Linked DNA regions of Ovis aries: region 2 is linked to region 1. Evidence: chromatin contacts called from public Hi-C data. All regions are on one chromosome and are shown on one strand. Each heading gives the region's core, a stretch centred on a gene start, on an enhancer-like site or on the middle of the called end of the contact. The rest is flanking DNA. Distances are from core to core; before and after follow the strand shown.

Region 1 (3,769 bases), core at 1,179-3,678:
AACGATTTTTTTTAAATGGCAGGTCCTTTTAACACTATATAAAGTGAAGTCGCTCAGTCGTGTCCGATTCTTTGCGACCCCCTGGACTGTAGCCCACCAGGCTCCTCCGTCCATAGGCTTCTCCAGGCAAGAATACTGGAGTGGGTTGCCATTTCCTCCTCCTGGGGATCTTCCCAGCCCAGGGATCGAACCCAGGTCTCCTGCATTGCAGGCAGATGCTTTAACCTCTGAGCCACTAGGGAACTTCTAGTAAGAATCAGAATTTGGGAACACTATATAAAGAGGGACTCAATTTCATATTGCAGATAGTTGGCAAATTTATACCTATATAGATAAAAATATATGGATAGGGCCTTCCCTGGTGGCTCAAATGGTAAAGAATCTGCCTGTAATGTGGGAGGTCTGGGTTTGATCCCTGGGTGGGGAAGATACCCTGGAGAAGGAACTGGCAATCCACTCCAGTATTCTTGCCTGGAGAATCCCAGGGACAGAGGAGCCTGGCGGGCTAGAATTTCTGGGGTCACAAAGAGTTGGACATGACAGAGTGACTAAGACACACATATACCCATATATATACACATTACATATTCATACTAAAACACCCTTATTTTTCTCATTGCTATGAGATGCTGAACACTTTGTCACAGCCTAGTAAGAATCAGAATTTGGGAACCTAACTAAGCAGAACTAGGGTAGGTGGATAGGAGAAGACTTAAAAATTCTTAGTGGATGGCTGCCCACATAGAACTACTCACATGGTCAAGAACCCTTAGGCAAGGGCTCTCAAAGAGCTCAGGGAGACAGCAACACAGGATAACTATAGCAGAGTAACAACTCCTGGCCTACCCAGTTGCTTTTACCATGGCATTTATATTTTCTGTCTCCTCATTCTTTTGGGCAGCTACCTGCTCTATGCTGTCAGAAGGTGTCAAAATCTGTCAAAATGCTGTCAAAATCTCAACAAAATGGCATCTGCTATATCTGCATCCTGTGAAGCCTTCCCTAACTTCCCATGATGACTTAACTCCTTGTACATAATCTTTTTTAGTTACTTAATCCAGTCATTATTTGATTACACATCTGTCTTTTTCAGTAATCTGGAGTCCTTTAAAATCAAGGAACTCTGCTTTCTCTTTTTGCTTTCAGTCCAGTATATAAACCTTCCATGCCACAAACTTTTTAAATTATTAAAAAGAACCACTTTGCTGCTAAAGCTACAGAATACCATACCCTGTAATACACACATACATACATATATATTTTTTCATGGTCTTACATGCAGAGAATTAGCTTACCTGGCAACTCTCTTGGACCATCCCAACTGATGTGCACGAACTGCAACTTCTTGGTTAAGATGTCGTGCAATGTTTTTTATTTCTGGCTGCAAATTTTCCACCTAGCTAAAGAAAAAGTAGACTTTGTCATGAGCACATTAAAGATCTGTTTCATAACCACTCATAATTTTACTCTCTATTTCCTAAACTCATTTAAAAAAATGTAGTTTACTGGTTGTGTCAGGAAACTCTAAGATTGCTCACAAGATGTTAACTTAAGATATCCTCAATCGCAATCAAATTAAAATTCCAGCTTATACACTTAACCAGTGTGATGTTGGGCAAATTATTCAACCTCAAAAGTCTTGTTCCCTCTTATATAAAATGTATAACAGCACCTACTTCACAGGGTTATTTTAAGGATTAAATCAGCCCTACACTCCACACTTTCAATGTTTCAACCCTGGGTTTTCCAGTAATATAAACTGAAGAAACGGTAGTCTATTAAAGTATCTTCAATATGTTCTTTGTAGGTACAGAGCCATAAAAGAATCTGCATTTACTTCTACCTGTGTTAATTCCTTTTTATAAGCTTGCTGCCTTAAAGGTGCTGATGATTAACAGTAAGTACTCCGGAAGTATCTGGGGACCTTACGCCCCGGTGAGACATGGACCCTCCTCACCACGGAAGTGGGTATGCACGGTCCATGGCGCGGCTTGAAACCCCTCACCTTGGCCAGGATGTAGTGCTGGTAGGCAGCCAGGGGTAGCGTGACGGCCCCGCGCAGGGCCACGGTGGTGAGGAGAATGCTGCCCCACCAGGGCAGGCCCGAGGCGGTGTGGGCGAAGAGCAGTACGTCCTCTGCGCTCTGCACCGGCGCCGAGGTAGCCAAGGCCTCGTACCAGCCTCCCGCGCCGCTCGGGCCAACTGCGGAGACCGATGCCACCGCCCACACTGGCAGAGCGGAGCTCTTGGCGCCGCCCGCTGGGGCCCCTGCGAGCGATGGGTCCAAGACACGGACCTGCAGGGCAGGCCGGGGCCGCAACCACCTAACGCTGAGCCGGCACAGCATCTCCGCGCCAGGGCTGGGACCGAAACGCCGGCCTCACGGACCAGGAACGCTCGCACCGCTCCGCCGAGGCCTCTACGCGCATGCGCCAGCAACCCCGGCGTGGAGTGGGCGGGATCCCGCGGGTAGCCACAGTTGACCTTCCCGGTCAAGCCAGTGACGTACTGAGTCGCACTAGAGATGACGCACGAGGCAGGAAAGTCCCACCTTTCCCACGCGGCACTGAGCAAGCCTACTGCGCAGACACGAAACTTTCGCGCTGCCGCGGTGGAGCTCCTCGAGGCTAGACCGGAATTGTAGTGTTGGGGGTGGGACTTGGTGCCCGGGGCGCGGCGAGGCGTTCTCTAGGAAGCTCTCGTCCTGTAAAGTCGGTCTTCGGCATATACCTTTACGTTCTTTTTGACTTAGCTAATCATGTCATGGTTTAAGCTTTGTGGGTGCTTTTTGTGATCAGAAGGTAGCCCTCCACGTCTTTATGTGCGCCCCGATTGCTTCCGCTAGGGATTGAGATTATACTCTACCTTGAACGCGTTGCTGAAATGCCAGTTTGGAGAGAGGCGTGTTTCTGTGTTGTTGAAATCAAGTCTTTATGCACTAAGCATATTTATAGTCTGTGCTATAAATATTTAATTTGCTCATTTGTCCTAATAGGCATTTTCAGAACCAGTTTTAGTGTTTCATCTTTCATTATAAAGAGCAGTAAAGTTTATTAAGAGTAAAGAACCATCTCCTGAGTTAAGGGTAATTATCACTGGCAGCACGGTGACTTCTTTATTGGGGCTTAACATCATGTATAAACTTTCAGGAGCCTGAACAGCAACATCAGGTGTCTTCTGGTTAAAAGGAGCAGGCTAAATATACATGGACTAGTTTTTAGCTTTGTGTTCCTGGGAACACTATGGGATGACATGGAGTTTCTTAACATAATGATCATCGTTAGACCTAGAGGCCAAATTGTGTTGAGGAACAAAATCATTGATTAAAACGAAGGTGCCAGCCAATATTGGGGTAATGTCAAACTGGAGCTACTGTTCTTGCTTCACTGTGCACCTACCCAGGGGTACCAGATGTATTTTCGCTGGGTTCAGGAAGTGATCTTCCTTCAGATTGCATGATTAAATCCATTCATGAAATTTTATATGTTAACACACACATCCCAACATATGTTACATACAGAATTTTTTTTCCAAAAGTAAAAGCCTGTATCGCTGTCTCCCTATCCACTTGTCAAGTTAAAACAAGCAACCTATTGGTACTGACTACTGGTTTAAAGTGGAAAAGAATTTTACATGGAATTATCTTGGCCTGAAGGTTGAGGGAGCAAAGGAACAACTTCTATGCTGCTGCACTCCTCTTGTTGCAGAGACCTGATAACATCAGGAGTTGGACTTTCTGCAGCGCCATTTAGGCCTAAGGACTGTGACC
Region 2 (3,414 bases), core at 55-2,554, 170 kb after region 1:
GGCCTAGCTTAATTCTTCCTCACCAAGGAAGCATTTGAAAATGTATGAGTATGTACAGTAAGGATCAAATACATTTTTCATCCACTGAGTCATATATCAATGTAAATGGATATAAGATCAATTCATCCAAAATCTTTGAGAGATCGAGTAAGTGAAGGTGACTTCACCAGCCACAATTATTGGTGGGGGGGGGGGGGGGGGGGGGAACCTGCAGCAGAACAGTATGGAAAAGTACAGCTTCTCACGTGTCTCTCACACAAATACTTAGCTCTCAGTCCATTACAAGCTTGCCTCCCCCTCAAACTGCTCCCCTCCACCTCACTAGTGGGAGAAATCTACCAACCTCTTAATCTTTCCCCAAGAGACTCTCCTACCTATTATCTTACCCCTCCCGCTTTGGTCCCGCCCCCGCCCCAGGAGTAACAGGGCCCTACTGGCCTGAGGCCGACCCCGCCGGGTGTGCACACAGTGAATCTAACCAATTCCTTCCACCCTTAACCGTGTGAACCATGCCAGGGTAACGTGCTGTGCAGCAACTCTGTGGACTCTGCGGTCCTCCCACCCCCACGTGTCAGCTACCCTCCCCCACATGTCCACACCTCACGATTTCGGCCCGGGAAAGAAAGAGAGCGGTGGAAAGCCCAGCCCCGAAGACAGATCAAGCCCACAGGAATCGGTCCCCTCGCAAGTCCCCTCCCACCTTTGGCCCCGGCCCTTTACACTCCCTTCCTCCCTTCTTCCTTTGAAAGCAGGCCCTTGCCTCAGAAACCTCTTCTTCCTCGTCGTCGTCGTCCTCTTCTTCCTCGCTGTTGTTGCTGCTGGTGCCGCCGCCGCCGCCTCCGCCGCCGCCGCCGCCTCCGCCGCCGCCGCTGTTGTCGCTGTCGCTGCTGCTTTCGCTGCTGCTGGGGGGTCGGCAAGTCCGGTTACGCTTGGCCTTGTGGTGCTGCTGCTGCGGCGGCTTCTTCTTCAGGAGCAGATCGCAGACTCGCACCATCCCACGAGGAGACGAGGCCGAGCGAGCCCCGCTGCCGCCGCCAATGCCGCTGCCGACCTCCGCTGCTGCCGCCGCCGCCGCCGCCGCCGCCGCCGCCGCGGGGGGGCCCGCCACCGCCGCCACCGCCGGGGGGCTCCCTTCTCCCTCAGCCGCCGCCACCGGAACCGTCGCCTTCTCCATCTCCGGGGAAAGAGGGAGGGCGCGGACGGGGGAGGGGCGTGGGGGCTACGCTCTACCGCGACTTCGGCCGCACCGGGGCCGACACAGCGCTCGGTGCCGCCTCCGCCGCCACCGCCTCGGTCACCTCTACTGCCGCCGCCGCCGCCGCCGCTCCGCCAGCTCTCACCTCGTCTCGCGATACTAAGGGCGGGGAGCCTGACGATGGGAGGGAGGGAGAGGGAGGGAGCGTGAGGGAGCAAGCGGGGGGTGGGGGAAGCGAAGAGGGAGACCCGGGTGCTCGGAGATCCAGCAGAGGGGAGACTACCGAGAGTCGGGGGAAGTGTGCCTAGGGCGACTTCCGATGGGGGGGACGGCGGGGACAGAGGAGGGCCGCGGTGATTGCCGTAGCGCCCGCTAGTACCCGGATCGCTTCTCTTTCCTCGCTATTTCCCCCACACACAACCCTTCAGACCTCCCTTCTTCCTTCCTCGCTGGTGTATAGAACGCAGCCGCAGGCGGAAGTACGAGTGACGCCATCAGCCGTCGCCTGAGTGGTGGCGCGCGGGTGGCCGAAAGACGAAAGTGAGACTTAGAGGGCCGGGTCTCCGGCCTTCGCGAGCGGGCGGTGCTGCGGTGCATGGGGCGGGCGGCTGAGCGGGCGGGCTGGAGCGGAGCAGCCCGGGCCGGGTGGGAGCGGGTACGGAAGCTCGGGCCAGACGCTTTGTTAGCAGGAGGCCCGGACAGCCTGATCCGGGAGGTGGGGCCTGGTTCTGGACTGCCGTACGTAGTTTCGTTCCTGGCCATTTTTTCCACCGCCAAATGGTGAGTTAGGGCTTTGGATCTTGAGAGCTGGCGTAGTATGAAGGAAAGAGTCCCTTTTGCCTCAGTTTGAGTCTTGGATCATAGACTTCCTGAACCTGAGTTTACACTTGTGTTACCAACATAAGGAGTTCGATTAGTTGATGTCTGAGATCACTGCAAGTCTAAAGTTTCCTCTAAAGGGCTGAAGACAGGAGAAGGAAGCAGGATATGCGCCTGACTTTGCAGACGTTTTAGTGAATGACCCCGATTTAGTCCTTCCACTCCATCACCTTCTCGGCTTTTATCTGTGAAGTAAGCATCATAAGTAATCATCCTTGTCTGTGTTTCTCTTGGAAGGAATATTGTGATAGGGGTTGTGAGTTCATTTGTGGATGTCTGAAGAACTTGCAGGACTTTTGAAATAATAGCGTAGCTTATTGAACTCAATGAGCCCTTTCAGGTTCAATAAGGGCACAGCAGCATAAGGAAAATGAAGGAAACATCAAAGACAGATGTACTGGCACAAGATAAAAAGTATGTCTCAGCTGACATAGTTGCCATTTTAAGACTGCTAAGTTTAGCTGAGTGTGCCTGAATTTTTTTAGCTTTTTTTTTTTTTTCTTTTTAGCATTGGCATACCATATGAAATGTGGGCAGTTGCCAGTAGTCTGCAGAGTACTATGGCAGAATTGGCAATGACTGAATCGATTCATTCAAGAAAAAATTCATCATGTGCCTACTATGTGCATAGTTTCTAAAATCTAAGTCTCTGCTTCCAGGGGCTTTGCAGTGACATAAGTGTTATAGTAAATACACAGAGAGTGCTAACCTTCTGCCTGTACCTCTTGTACAGTGGTTGCTAAGTGCAGAACAGTATTGTGCAGCTAAGGTGCTCAGTCGTGTCTGACTCTTTACGACCCCATGGACTGTAGACCACCAGGCTCCTCTGTCCATGGGGATTCTCCATGGAAGAATACTGGAGTGGGTTGCCATGCCCTCCTCCAGGGGATCTTCCCAACCCAGGGATCGAGATGTCCCGCATTACGGGTGTATTCTTTACCTTCTGAGCACCAGGGAAGCCCAGTACATTGTATATTTTAACACTACAGATTTAGGTCATAACCTCAGGTGGATTCCTCCCTCCTGCTTGTATATTCTGAAGCACCTTTTTCATCCTACCCACTAGAACACTTTTGCAGTCTTTAAATCCCTGCCACATATAATTAGAAGGCCGATGCTATTAGACAAAAATGCCTTCAATTTTCCAAATGCTAGAAACTTAGATACTTCTGAATCTTTCCTCCAATATCAGTGGAATGAGACAATCCCTGCTCTTACATAAAATGAATTGTCCATCTTTCCTCTAGTTCCAATCCCGTATTTCCCTTTTATCTTTTCTGTCTTCAGGCTTCTACAATTGTCCTTCCACTCTATCTCCTTTCCTCCACAACCAAGCTTTA

Evidence for each region. Hi-C and Micro-C count contacts between places; a contact is called where the count stands out from the background.
Region 2: a Hi-C map of liver shows a contact between it and region 1, with 6 times the contacts expected there. The contact joins the promoter of ANKRD17 here to the promoter of LOC101103154 in region 1. A contact is called at or near these places in 10 of 16 Hi-C or Micro-C datasets (blood, hypothalamus, liver and 5 more).

What each region holds. Positions count from the first base shown.
Region 1 is chr6:88,927,035-88,930,803 of ARS-UI_Ramb_v3.0, forward strand. It overlaps LOC101103154 (cytochrome c oxidase assembly protein COX18, mitochondrial), which reads right to left and starts at 2,429. Exons shown (of 6, transcript XM_027971062.3): 1 at 2,006-2,429; 2 at 1,296-1,396. The coding sequence starts at 2,347.
Region 2 is chr6:89,101,058-89,104,471 of ARS-UI_Ramb_v3.0, forward strand. ANKRD17 (ankyrin repeat domain 17) reads right to left here and starts at 1,305. Exons shown (of 33, transcript XM_027971068.3): 1 at 761-1,305. The coding sequence starts at 1,174. It overlaps LOC132659963 (a long non-coding RNA gene), which reads left to right and starts at 1,704. Exons shown (of 3, transcript XR_009601060.1): 1 at 1,704-1,735.